Linked DNA regions of Oryctolagus cuniculus: region 1 is linked to region 2. The links are chromatin contacts, called in public Micro-C maps. All regions are on one chromosome and are shown on one strand. The core of a region is the stretch at or near the end of the contact, and the rest is flanking DNA. Distances in the headings are between cores, read along the strand shown. Region 1 holds the start of RUFY3 (RUN and FYVE domain containing 3). Region 2 holds the start of MOB1B (MOB kinase activator 1B).

Region 1 (2,987 bases), core at 172-2,671, 170 kb after region 2:
CGCCTTCCCGCATCACCTCAGGCAAGTTTCTCTCCCTTTTCAGAACTCCTACAGCAAAATATTTGGCTTGTTTTGCAAGTCAGCCACATTTTCACACTGTAAGATCTTGGCTTTGTAAACCCGATTTAACTCTGCTCCCAGAGTCTTCACAGCGCCCACCCTGAGGCCGCTCAGGGTCAGCACCGAGCGGGGTTCACAGCGTGCGACAGCGGCTTAAAAAAAAAAAAAAAAAAAGGCGAAGGCCTCTTCCTGACAAAAGCTAGAATCCTGGGAGGTGCCCTTCCAGAGCCACGCCGCTCCGGGCTGCTGTTCCCACTCCCGCAGACGGATCCATCCTATTTATGGAGACGGAGTGAGCGCACTTGAGAATGTGCTAGTACACTGAGGCCGGCCGGGCGGCGGCCACACCTACTCGGCGGCCCCGGCGCCCGCCTGCAGCCCGCAATCGGAGGCTCGGCGGGGCTGCGGGGGTCTCCGGGCGCCGCCTCCACCTCCACCGCCCCGGGACGGGTCCCAACATGGGCCCCAGCGCCGAGGGCTGGGGCTGAAGGAGGCTCGACGCCCCCGCGCGAGCACGTGGGAGGCCGGCTCGAGCAGGGAGGGAGGCCAGGCCCGGCGGGGGCCCGCGGCCTGGGGAAACTTGAGGTACAAAACCCGGCGCCCGGACCGCGGCCGCCCCGCCCAGGTGCCTCCTCGCCGCGCCCCGACACCGCGCCGCGCCGCGCCGGGGGCTGTCCCCAGCGCCCCCGCCTCCCGGCCGGCCCGGCTCCACACACACTAGCGGGAGGCGGAGCTCCTCGGGGGCCGGGCCGGCGCTTCCCGGCCGAGTGCCCCCTTCCCCGCCGCCACTCACGGTGCTTGCCGCCGCCGCCGCCGCCGCCGCCGCTCGGGTAGCTCAGCAGCAGGAAGGGCAGCGGGGAGCCCGGGGACGGCGGGGTCCTCCAGGAGCGCTGTTGCTGCGGCGGTGGGCGCGCTGCGAAGCCCGAGGCTCCATCGCCCGGGTAGAGCAGGAAGAAGGGGGCGGCCACCGGCGAGTCCGGCTCCGATGGCCCAGCGGGGGAGGCCGGCGGCGGCGGCCCCGCCTCGCCCTCGCGGTCCGCGCCTCCGGCAGGGGCGCTCCGCGGCTCCTCCGGCCGCCGCTCTCCGCCCCTCGCCGGCTCCTCGCTGCAACTTTCGGCACCAGCGGCGGGCGGCGGCGGCGGCGGAGGGGTCTCAGCCATGCTCGTGCCCTCCTTGGCCGCCGCCTCCGACTCGGCGCGGGAACCCGGGCGGAGGAGCTGAGGGTTACGGCCGGGAGCTGCCGCCCCGTCCCGTCCGCGCCGCCGCCACCTTTCTCCTTGGCCACGGGCAGTGCCTCGACTCCGCCGCGCGGCCCACAGCCCGCCCCGCCGGGCCCGAGCCAGCCGGAGGGACGGCCCCGCCCGACGGCGCGGCCTGCCTACCGGCCGCCTCCTCCCGCCGCCCCTCCCTCCCTCCCTCGCTGCCCGGGCCCCAGCCTGCGACTCGGCTCCCCTAGGGGGCAGCGTCCGCCTTCTCCCGCCTCCCCGCCTCCCGCTTCCCCGCGGCCGGGCCGAGCTCGCCCCCGACCCGGGGAGCGCCGGGCGCCCCGCGGCGCGTCCTGACCGGCCCGGGCCCCCGGGGGCGAGCCGGGCGTGTTTGCCCCCTGGTGCCTTGAAAGGTGGGGAAACCTGGCCTAGTACCGTGCAGCGTTTCTGTCTAACTGCCAACTGATCGGCAGCGCGAAGGCACAAAGCCCTGGGTGGAAGGAGAGGCGAAAGCTCGTTTTAAAAAGGCGCCTGCCTGCCTCCCCCCCGCCCCGGGTAGAAAACGGTACCATTTGCCTTTCGCACCCTGGAACTTCAACCGTGGATACACGGTTTTGATTCATGAGCGTTTTAGGTGATAAACCAGAGGTGGGTGTCCTCCTTCGACCTCGTCTTTTGTTCCCTGTCATGTGCGTGGTATAGAAATATTGTATTTGCTTTGACTGAAACTGCCTGGTTTGCCAGTGCTCCCGGTGCGCATGAGTGCATTTTAAGCCAACCAGCTCGAGATTTATATGACAAGTGCCTGTGACAGGTGGACAGTTTTCCCTCTGATAGAGCCTGGGTCTCGCCAGAAACTGCCTAGCATTGGTTTAGGTTACATATTTGCATCCGTGGTTGTTGATTCACTTGACCCCGCAAGGAAACGCGTTTCTCCACGAGAGAGTTTCCAGCTACTCTCGTTATTCTCCTCCCTGGATTCCCAGCTGATGAGCTTTGTGTTCGGGTTGCAGAATGCTGGCATGGAGTCCATGTTGACTCGTAATTAAAAATCACTGTTGTGTAACATATTGCCCACCTGCTTTCCCCGCCGCCTCTGTTGAGTCTTTCCCTCCGAAGAGGAAGTTGTATACTCTCCTGAAAGAAAAAGTGATCCTTTAAAAAATACTGTTGTCTATAAATCACTCTTGAAAATACCACCAGAAATTACTTCTAATACTGTCAATTTCCCGTCTTTGAAGCCAGAAGCATTGAAACAGAGGAATGTTGCCAAGAAGCTAACTTCAGGTAGTCTTAGAAAATTTCATAGCATCCTAGTTTTGGGTGTTTTCCTGACCTGTTGAATCCAGCCCTACTAACTACTTGAGTAAGTTATTTGTGCTCTTCTATAGAAAGATTTTATTACTTACTTGATAGAGCTATTGTGAGTGGTTAAGCAATAGAACGCGATATAACATAGGATTAAATCATTATTATTAGAGGTATTTGATCATTTTGGCAAATAGCTTGTTACTTATAATAATGAAAAGCTGAATCGGGGAACAAAGCATTTTCATCGTGTCTTTAGAATGTTGGAGGTTTGTTGGACCTTTTTGTTTCACTCCTGATGATGGTGAGCATCCTGATAAAAAGATGTACTTGCCTTGTAGGATTGTGAACCGTATACTGACTTGAGAAAAAGATTCTAGATTTATGGCTTTAAAATCCATCCTTAATTGGATA
Region 2 (3,152 bases), core at 336-2,835:
AGTCCCCTCCTCTAGCACTATTTCAATCTTACAAATTCAGAATCAACGTCCAGGATAAAGTCTAAAAACGGGGCTTCAGGCTGACAAAAGCCAGGTCCCCTACGCACATGGAAAATAATAGCCAGTTTGCGGGCAGTTAACCGTCCGTGATCGCTCGATAGACACCCTAAAAAGAATTAATATTGTAGATATAAGCCACGTGGAAATAAGGGTGAATTAAAACATCAGAAGTCAGATGCCAAGGGGATGACTAAAAAGTAATGGGCGACTGGGAAGTAAGTGCAATCAGCCCAGAAAACAATCTTCCAAAACGCTTATCTCGTCCACCACAGTGAAGGAGTGTACGGAGTCGGTTTCCAACTCCCACTTCACACTGGCTTTCCAAACGCAGAGGAACCACGGAGGAACCACACACAGCGAAGCCTTCAGGAGAGTTATTCCTCGGGGCGTAACCGGAGGCCCGCCTGCTGCCTCCACACCCTCATCTGGCCGCCTCATCTTTCCGCCCTGCCCTCTCGGCCCCCTTCCGCCCCAAACTCTTCTGGAATAAGCGATAAGTACAGCGAAATAATGACCAGCACTCAATGAGACTCTACCGATGGCATCCTCCAATGAGTCGCGCAACAACCCCCTGGGGGGACCTAACCAACACTGTGGCATGCAGGCAGCTCCAGATACCCCTGCCCAAGACCCCAGGCTGTCACCGGAGAAGGACTCCGATCCGCATCGGAGTTACAGCCACAGGGCTTGTCCCCTATCTCCCCACCCCTACGGCCTAAGAAGGAAGTTTACAAGGTCCCGGCGTGACAGGGGAAAGAGCAGGACGCTCAATCTTCCGTGCCTGGGACGCAGAAACGAGTCGGAGCCCGACGGGAGTGGGCGGTATCTAGGAAAAGCGTGCGGATAAACAATCGCCGGCAGGAGTGCGAAGGCAGCGCTCGGGCTGACGGAGAAATCGGACACACACACACACACACACACACACACACACAGCCGGGAGTACCGGGGGAAACAGCCTCCTGCGGCTCGGGGACTCCACGCGCGCTACAAGCCAGCCGAGGCGGCGGCGGCGGCGGTGGCGTCCCGGGAGCTACAGCTGCAGCTCCGGAGCTCCGCCCGGGGGGCAACGCCCGGCAGGGCAGCGCGGAGCGAGGCCACCGGGCCGGGCGGGACGGCGTGCAGGCAGGCGGCCGGGGCCCGCGGCCCAGGTCGCGCCCAAACAAAGCCGACGCGCGCAGGGGCCTGCTACTCACAACAAGAAGCTCATGTCGGCCGCGGCGTGGGCTACGGGCGCGGGGATCGCAAGGCCTCAGGGGCGGCGGCGGCCGGGGAAGCGGAGGACAGGCGAGAGGAAGACAGGCGCAGAGTAGGAGGGCAGCGCCGGCTGCTCGGCGGCCGCAACTTGCTGGGCTTCGCTGGTTCCAATGGCAGGCAGAGGGGGCGGAAGTGGGAAGCGCAGAGCGTGCAGCGCTCAATGGGAGGAGAAGCTAAGGGAGGCGGGGAAAGGGCCGCCCGCCGGCTCCTCTGACACCGCGCCGCTCCCAGGCGTCCACTTCCCCAGGCCCCTGCCACCCTCACTAACCGAGCTCTCGCGAGAGCCGCGCGCGCCCACCCGGCGCCTCCTGCTGGGCCCGGGGTCGCCGGCCTAATGGTCACCTTTGGGCCCAGGGAGCCCTTTGCCCGCCCAGGCCTGTCCGCCAGGTCGGGGGTCGCGGGCAGAGCGCTAGCTGGGCTTCACGGTCGGGGAGGAAGTGGGCGGCAGCTCCAGGAGGCCAGGGTCCTGCGGAGAGGGACTGAAGGGCCACCGGGGTTCTGCCCACCCTGAGTGCCCGGTCCAAGGTGAGGTGAGGCTATGCAGTCTCCTTCTCTGCCAGTATTTAAGGTCAGGGAATGGTTTGGATGTGGTTCTGCCCGAAGAGAGGAAAGGGGACTAAATGAGCTTTCAAGGTCGCTGCCCTGTGATGGGAGCATTTTAAAGCCCTGAATTAGGTCAGGGTCTCTGGGTCCCTGTCTGAACTGGCAGGCCAGGCTGTCATCAGCTCCTGGGAAAACTGAGGGAGCCCTGGGGAGAGCTGGAGTCACCACGGACACTACTAGCAAGGTAGGCGGGTCATCATCAGAGACAACACTGAGGCGGGGCCAAAGCCCCCGGTAAATGCAGGGTGAGGTGCAAAACATGCTGGAAGCTAGAAAAAATTCAGTCTCACTTATGGAAGCACTTTTGTTCTCTCCTAGTTAAGGGGCCCAGAGCAAGGCTTTATGTTCTAAGAATGCGCCTGCGGCATTGTCAATTTGAGGAGGACTATGGGTACCCGTTTGTTTTATGCAAGAGCTGTCCATGTTACGGACACCCATCAAATCCACAAGTTCTCAAAGAATCCCAACAAAACAAATGTGCAGATATTAACCCGCCTTTGACTTAAAGTTCCAAAGGGCAGAATACACTTGAAGGAGATGCAAATGTGAACTTTATTTTCTTATATGTCACATTATTAGTTTAGGCATGGCGATAAAATAGTTAAAAACAAAAATAGAGGAAAATATTGAGATCTCACACTATTAGGGGAACTGCAGAGGTCACTGGAATAATTTGAGAATTACAGGCCCAAAACATGCCACAAAAGGAGGAAAGAGGAGGACTGAGCTAAATATAATAAAAATCATGGATTTATTATGTAAAACCCCTGTGTTTGAAATATTCCTATACTACTTTTTTTAAGAGTTATTTATTTATTTATTTGAAAGTCAGAGTTAGAGGGACTATGTGCGTGCAGATGGTGTCACCTGGACCTCCAGCTGCAGCACGCGGGGATTTAAGACAATGGCCAAGAACAAATTAAGAGGACAGAAGTCCAAAAATGTATTTCACATAGCCAGCCAAAAAAACTTTAAGGCTAAAAACAAAGCAAAACCAGTTACTACTAATCTTAAGAAGATAAACATTGTGAACGAAGACAAAGTTAACAGAGTGAACAAAGCTTTTATAAATATACAAAAGGAACTTGCAAACTTCTCAAGGGGCCTTTCTCTGGAACCGTTACAGAAAGAGCTGATTCTTCAGCAGAGTCATGAAAATGAACCTGTTAATGTTGATGAAGCTACAAGATTAATGGCTCAGTTGTAATGCAGCATGATGTGATGGAATCCCCCCC

Evidence for each region. Hi-C and Micro-C count contacts between places; a contact is called where the count stands out from the background.
Region 1: a contact with region 2 is called in a Micro-C map of ear pinna, with 4 times the contacts expected there. The contact joins the promoter of RUFY3 here to the promoter of MOB1B in region 2. A contact is called at or near these places in 2 of 6 Hi-C or Micro-C datasets (ear pinna and an unstated tissue).

What each region holds. Positions count from the first base shown.
Region 1 is chr8:94,783,982-94,786,968 of mOryCun1.1, forward strand. It overlaps RUFY3 (RUN and FYVE domain containing 3), which reads right to left and starts at 1,422. Exons shown (of 18, transcript XM_051819714.2): 1 at 854-1,422. The coding sequence starts at 1,220. It overlaps LOC138843560 (a long non-coding RNA gene), which reads left to right and starts at 2,504. Exons shown (of 3, transcript XR_011378406.1): 1 at 2,504-2,631.
Region 2 is chr8:94,615,544-94,618,695 of mOryCun1.1, forward strand. It overlaps MOB1B (MOB kinase activator 1B), which reads right to left and starts at 1,586. Exons shown (of 5, transcript XM_070048045.1): 1 at 1,254-1,586. The coding sequence starts at 1,267. LOC100356732 (ribosomal biogenesis factor-like) reads left to right here and starts at 2,739. Exons shown (of 1, transcript XM_002717117.5): 1 at 2,739-3,152. The coding sequence starts at 2,822. The coding sequence ends at 3,124.